2 separate regions of the Triticum aestivum genome follow, and region 1 is linked to region 2. The links are chromatin contacts, called in public Hi-C maps. All regions are on one chromosome and are shown on one strand. Each heading gives the region's core, a stretch centred on a gene start, on an enhancer-like site or on the middle of the called end of the contact. The rest is flanking DNA. Distances are from core to core; before and after follow the strand shown.

The links. A called contact is a pair of places that touch in the nucleus more often than the background predicts.
Region 1: a Hi-C map of leaf shows a contact between it and region 2, with 5 times the contacts expected there. The contact joins the promoter of LOC123110344 here to the promoter of LOC123115634 in region 2. A contact is called at or near these places in 2 of 5 Hi-C or Micro-C datasets (both in leaf).

What each region holds. Positions count from the first base shown.
Region 1 is chr5B:51,981,796-51,985,299 of IWGSC CS RefSeq v2.1, reverse strand. LOC123110344 reads left to right here and starts at 1,833. Exons shown (of 1, transcript XM_044530841.1): 1 at 1,833-3,504. The coding sequence starts at 1,877. The coding sequence ends at 3,403.
Region 2 is chr5B:51,703,439-51,706,778 of IWGSC CS RefSeq v2.1, reverse strand. It overlaps LOC123115634 (60S ribosomal protein L35-3), which reads right to left and starts at 1,982. Exons shown (of 4, transcript XM_044536749.1): 1 at 1,895-1,982; 2 at 1,725-1,827; 3 at 1,491-1,612. The coding sequence starts at 1,898.

The DNA of each region.
Region 1 (3,504 bases), core at 584-3,083, 280 kb before region 2:
ACTCAAAATATGCAATTCATGTTCAGTTTGTAATACACATATATATCAAAAATAGCAATCTTAACTACAACCATTAAGCAAATGCAAAAGTCGACATACAAGTCGTGTCATGTTGCAAAATATGATGGTCAAGTTCCTATGCTACCAAGTGTGTTCAATCACTCGGAATATTATGGAAGAGACCAAGTCTTCAATCACCAAGCCGACAACAACTTCCATATGAATAAAATGTGTAAACCATATTATGAACGAAAGCGGCAACCATAACATCTTAATTAGATCAACTTGTAGACTTGCTACTTCCTGACATTTGCCCCTGCAAAGGAACTCATGTGTTTCAGCAATCTCAGACCAGATAATTTGATCATTTTTCTGAGTTGCCATTGCGTCCAAAGATCTAAAAAAATAGTAGAAGTTGTATTGCAACGTACTGGCTTGCTCAACAAACACCTGCGTCCTCTTGAATTATGCATCTCTCACACCGTGTAAAAGCAACCATCAATTTTAGGAGTACTAGTTCCAATAGGATCAAAACATGTGCCATATTTGTTTGTAGAAGACCATTTGAACATACACATGCAAGTCTCGCGATAAAATTCAACCAAGCAAGGAGGCATCTGTTTGGACGTTTTTTATGAAGTGGTTTTATTTCCGGCATACATCAATTGCTCTATGAACCACTTTCTGACGAAGGAGAGCATTCTTTGCAAGTATGCCACACAACATTGCCAAGATAAAATAAACATGTCAAATATAAGTATGTCTTTTCGACTAAAAGATCTTAGACATAAAACCGATAATCTCATAAGCGACTGTAATTGTTCAAATAATTTGTATACAAAATAAATATCCTTATCGGATATTTGCATTTAAAGTTCATCAACCAAATCATATAATCATGCTTATGGCAGCAAGCTTGGGTTGAGCTACTAGGGACTGCGCACTAATGATCATTTGCATTGGCGCGGATACGAAACGGACCCCGTGCAACTCGAGCCCTGGATCCATCATCTCCGGTTGACGCCGTCGACAAAGAAAAACAGACCCGCTTGTGTTCATTTCAACTTAGACTAGTCACAATGGGTAACTTAGACTAGTAACATGCATATGTTACTAGTCTATGTTACTACCTTCACAGTGGGTAGTAACATATGTACTGTGTCATGCATCACTTCATTTATTACGTTGTAGACTCATCTTTTCTTGATATTTGTGATGTTACAGTAACTAGCTATGTTACCACATGCCTTTTTTTCTTCATTAATTACATGTCACATCATCTATTTTACCTACTCCCTCCGTCTAGGTGAGTAAGCCATCTTAGATTGTGCACCGTGATCAAGGAAGAGGGGAAAACGAGAGACATTAATGTTTATTTGTTAATTAATAGCATCGCATGCAATGAACTAACCACTGCATGTCTTATTTGTAGTCTAAAGTCATTAAAAACATGCACACCCCTCATCTCTTATTGGTTGATATGTCAAGAAACAAGAAACGAGGTAGAAGTTAAGGCACCGCGCCTAAGTGTTTTAGGATTATTTGGTTTTCATAAGATGACTTACACACCTACACGGAGGGAGTAGATAAGTGTGATGTTACCATCGATATTACTCCCACTATGGGTATGTGGGTAGTCTTACCCAAATTTGAAATCCAATCCACTTGTCCTGCGCTAAAAAAGGGCTGGGATCGCTGGACCCTTGACTCGCTTTGACTAGGTCCCTCGCACAAGACGGTTACGTGACGTGATGCGACCTGACGCCGTGCTCCGCTCTCTCCCCTGCCATCGCCGCGGCCGGCTACTCTTTATAGCCCCTCCGGATCCATCCCCATCCCCATTCCAGTTCGTTCCTTCCTTGGCAGTCAGCCAGCCATGGCTCTCCGTCTTCACAACCTACCCCTACCCCTCCTCCTCCTCCTCCTCGCGCTATCCACCGCCTCCGCCACCCACTCGCCGGAGAGCGCCACCGCCTCCGCCTCCGCCCGCGCCCACCACCACCACCACCGCTCGCCGTTCGGCACGACCGCCCACTTCCACCCCGTCCCTAGCGCCGCGCCCTCCATGCACCAAAACCACCTCCACGCCGACACCCAGTCCCTGCTCGCCACCGGCGACGTCGACCCCGTCCTCGCCGACGCGCAGGCCACGGACGCGGCGGAGGCCCGTCCCGCTCCGCTCGTGCCGCCCCAGGCCGAAGCGGCATCACCGCCTCCCACGCTCGTCCTCCCGGTGCCGGATCTCGCGGAGGCGACGCCGCGGCCGCAGGAGGAGGGGTCCGCGCCGACGACGACCACCACGCCTCTTCCGCTCCCTGCCACCGTGGCGACGACCACGAGCCCGCCTCCGCCTCCCGCCGTGTCCGACGCCGAGCAGGGGCTGCAGCAGCTCTCCAGGGTGCTCACCTCGCTGGGGTACAACGAGATGGCGTCGGAGGCGCCGCTCCTCGCCCACGCGCCGCCGCTCGCGAGGTGGCCCGGGGCCATCACCGTCTTCGCCGCCCCCGACGCCTTCCTCCAGGCCGCCTGCCCCATGTGCTCGCGCCGCCACCTCCTCGAGCAGCACATCGCCATGGGCTACTACCCCTACTCCGAGCTCGCCGCCGCAGCCACCATGAAGATCCCCTCCGCCTCCGTCGGCTTCTGCATCAAGGTCGCCACCGAGCGGGGCCCCTTCGGCATCCACTACGCCAGGATCTACGCCGACGGCGTCGAGGTGTCCCACCCCGAGCTCTACAACGACGGCCGCTACGTCGTCCACGGCCTCCACGGCTTCCTGCGCCCGCTCACGCACTCCTGCTTCGACGGCCAGCACCACCATCACCTCACCGGCCGCTCCGCCGCAGCCTCCGCGGCCACCGCTGCCTCCGTGGTGCGCATCATGATCCGCGACGCCATGGCGCGACTCCGCGACGGGGGCTACGGCTTCATGGCGCTGGCCATGCGCGTCAAGTTCGCCGAGCTCGAGAAGTTGGCCAACCTGACGCTCTTCGCGCTCGACGACCCGGCCATCTTCGTCGGCGGAGGCCACGACTACGTCTCGGCGGTGCGCTTCCACATCGTCCCCAACCACCGCCTCACGCGCGCAGACCTCCAGCGCCTCCGCCCCGGCACGGTCCTCCCCACGCTGGCCGGCGAGGGGCAGAGCCTCGTCGTCACCCACTACGCCACCGGCTCCGCCTCCTCCAACGACGACGTCCGCATCAACTACATACCCATCAAGGAGCCCGACGTGGTGGTCAACTCGCGCATCGCCGTCCACGGCGTCTACGTGCCGTTCCCTCGCCTCCACCTCGCCGACCTCGCCGTCGCGTCCGCCACCGACCAGACGAACGGCACCTGCGGCGTCGGGGAGCCCTTCGGCGACTGCGCCTCCTCAGCGATCACCTCTCCCGGCGAGTGATGCGATGCGTACGTCTCGTCTCGATCGTTTTGCGTAGTGGAGTAGTGGTTCGGATTTGGGCAGTCGTTTAGTTCAATAGAGGTTCAGATAAGAGATGAGTA
Region 2 (3,340 bases), core at 733-3,232:
CCGCCGCCACCTCGACGGAGAAGAGGCAGCCGAGGCGAGTCATGCCGATGTGCGACAGCGCGCGCATGGTAGCACTCGGGACGGCGTGAGCTATGCACCTGCGCGGCCTGGTTGTGCGGCCGACTGCGACGGGAGACCGGGGCAGAGGAGGAGGTCCAGGCTGCAGCGGCGCCCCGGGCCTCGCCCTTCTCGGCTGCAGCGGCGCCCGCCGCCACCGCCGGCTGATCCGCGGGGGAGGCGGAGCTAGAGAACGCGGGGCGGAGGCTTGGAGATGCAGGGGGCTTGGAGAGGCGGGAGAGAGCGGGGCCGGACGCGGAGGCGAGGCGGGGCCGCCATGGCGTGCGGGGGAGGCCGGGGCAGAGGAGGAGTAGGAGGCAGCGGTGGAAGGTGGGCGACGGGGTGGGGTAGGTGGAAAGAGAGGAGAGAGAGGGGTTTGCACGTGAAAAGGTAGCGTTGGCGCCCCCAGCTCGCCCCCAGCGCGTTGGGTTTCTCATGGGAGCACCGGCCGAAACTTTCCTCAAATCCGGCGAAAATGGTGGTGTTGGGTGCATGGCTGGGGCGAGATTTTACCACCGGCGCAAAAAAAGTGGTCCTGGGGGGCTTTTGGGGGGCCTAGTGGAGATGCTCTAAGTATTGGGAACACGGACCGGTGATGTGCAAATGACACACTAAAGCAGCAAAAAGCATGAAAAAAACACCTTTTCAAGTGCTTAAGCATCCAGGCACTTAAACGCAATCGCTTAGATGAAAGACCTTAGGCGCAGCTTTTTAAACACTAAACTACTAAGGTAACTTTGACATAACATCTGCTATCAAGAAACTAATAAGACTAGTGCAGTCACTAGTATCATCTGGAACAACAGTCTTCAAAAGATCCCACTATTTCAACCTATGTTTATGTTAGGGGTAATAGCAGTCCGTTTACATGAAAAGTGCTAGAAACGCACAATTTCATAAAAGCGCATAAGGAGTGAACTTTGAATTAACAATTACACCAGCAAGCAGAATTGCTACCACATCCAAAATGTTTAAGCAGAAACCACCAATACTTAACAAGCCGTAGAGAGAAGCAAGCGCTCCAGCTCCACCTAACACCCACGCGCTGCCTTTTCTAGGCGTTTTGCAGAGAAGAGAGCAAAGTGTAAATGTTTTAATTTGACAAGGATGAATGTTTTGATCAACGATATATTTACTAAATAGAGTTTCCATACATGTCACTTTAATTTTCCTCCTCTATCACTACCAACTGTTCCTGTTGTCATGCAGGAGACAGTAGCATGCAAGAATCACTAATCCGCTAAGGTAACAGTCAGTCCTATCGTCAGAAACAAGACCCTTCAAAAGAAGAGCTACCCCTCCAGTCACAGATAATCAAGAATATCTATCTTATGATGGGTTCCCAAATAAAACAGTCACCAGATACTGACATAGACCGCAGTGAGTAGCATTGGTGATGGTATATCAACATGGGGCTGGGAGCATGACAACACCTGGTGGTGATGCGCACGGGTCTTGCCGGGAGTTGAGACGGAGGATGAGTGGTTCGCGGTTGCTGTACGCCTCCCGCAGCGCCGCCCTTTTCTTCTTCGCCACCTCCGCGACAAAAGCGCGGCTGAACAACCCAGATAGATTCAATTTCGCTCGGTTAGTTAGAATCAATTCAATTCAATTCCCCAAGATAGACATACGGGCAAGCGAACGAACAAGAGAGAGGGCGCGCTCACATCTCGGAGGGGACACCGTTGGTGACCTTGGCTGCCCTAAGTTCCTTCAGCTCCGCCTTCAATTCCTTAAGCTGCGCCCTAAGTTCCGCCGACCTGACCGGGTCTGCCGCACAACAACGGAGGCGTCAGATCCACAAGAAACTAGTAAGGACGGACGCAATGATGCTTACCCATGGCGACGGTAGCGGTTGCAGCGTCAGGGGCAAAGCGGAGGTGGAGGCTGTGCGCCAAGGCAACTTTTTTTTTTAGACAACGTGCGCGAGGGCAACTTTTTTACTGACTGCCGGCGGCGGGGAGGCTTATATGAGGCGCAGTGTGGGCTAAATGGGCCAGCTGGGCTGAAAGTGAAATCCTACCGTGTGGAGCTGCTGGAGACCAGCCTAGGACAAAGTCCAAGTTCTCAAAAAAAAAAGGGACAAAGTCCATATTACCACCCTCAACTTCTGTGAGAGTCAGTATTTCCTTCCTAAACTAGAGAACCGGATGCTTATGCCCCTCAAACTATTGAAACCGGTCGATTCACCTCCCTATGAGGTTTTCAAAGCGGTTTTGCTGACGTGGCGTCACGTCAACTGGCTTATATGACGGGGTGGGCATATAAACCGAGAACCGATCAACCGAACCGTATTAACCTGCACCGAAGCCGAACTGACCGACACCGAAATTCTCGGTACCATGCTCGGTTAGCGTTGGTGGAAAACCGAACTTTGTTCGGTGATTTCGGTAGTGGCCCTCTGTCCACCGAACTAACCGAGCACCCGAAGCCCCTCAACGCGATGAAACTGGTCACCGCCCCCCGCCTATGCCTCCTCCAAAATCAACGAAGCGCGGAAGGGATGCGTCCTTGCCGCCTCCCAAATCCCGTCTCCAAAAGTCGCGGCGTGGATGATACCTTCCTCTCCGAAGACCGCAAGTCCCGCTCGATCTGTTCCCTGCCGAAATCCCTATATATAATAGAGATTGCATCAGAGCTCTGAATCCTAGCCATAGGTGACGGCGCCGTCCGACGGAAATTGGTAGTGGAACTGCGGAAGAACAACGGCGGCTGGCTGCTGCAAGCACGGCAACCCAACTGCAGAATTCCTCACCCAACATGTGTACAGGGTACATGTTCAGTTCAATGGTGATTTGATTAGCATACTGTTCAGTTCAATGGTTACATGTGCTTTGATTAGTTTTCCTCTCTGAATCGTTGGTAATTGACATTTGCCTTGTATTCTAGATGTCTTCAACGACAGAGGAGACCATGGGGTCAAACGATGCAGCAGCAGGGTCCAATGCACGGAAAACTACTCTGAAGAAACACGCTGTTGGTTGCTTGTTCTTTCCAAGCCTGAACCTGTCTCTATCGCTCAAGTGCTGTTTGCCAGGCCTGCAAAAGAACCTTTTCCCGCCGACCAGCCCATTGGGCAGCGCTGCAGCGCCCCAGCCCATGGGCTTTCTTGGGTGTGTTCGGTCCCAACCGACACCGAACCGATTCTAACGGTGGACCGAAGACTCGGTTAGCCTAATTACCATTGACCGATCGGTGCTTGATTTCCTAGAACCGAAGATTCCCAGCGACCGAAGCACCGAACCGAACGGTTCGGTGTAACCGAACGCCCACCCCTGTCTTG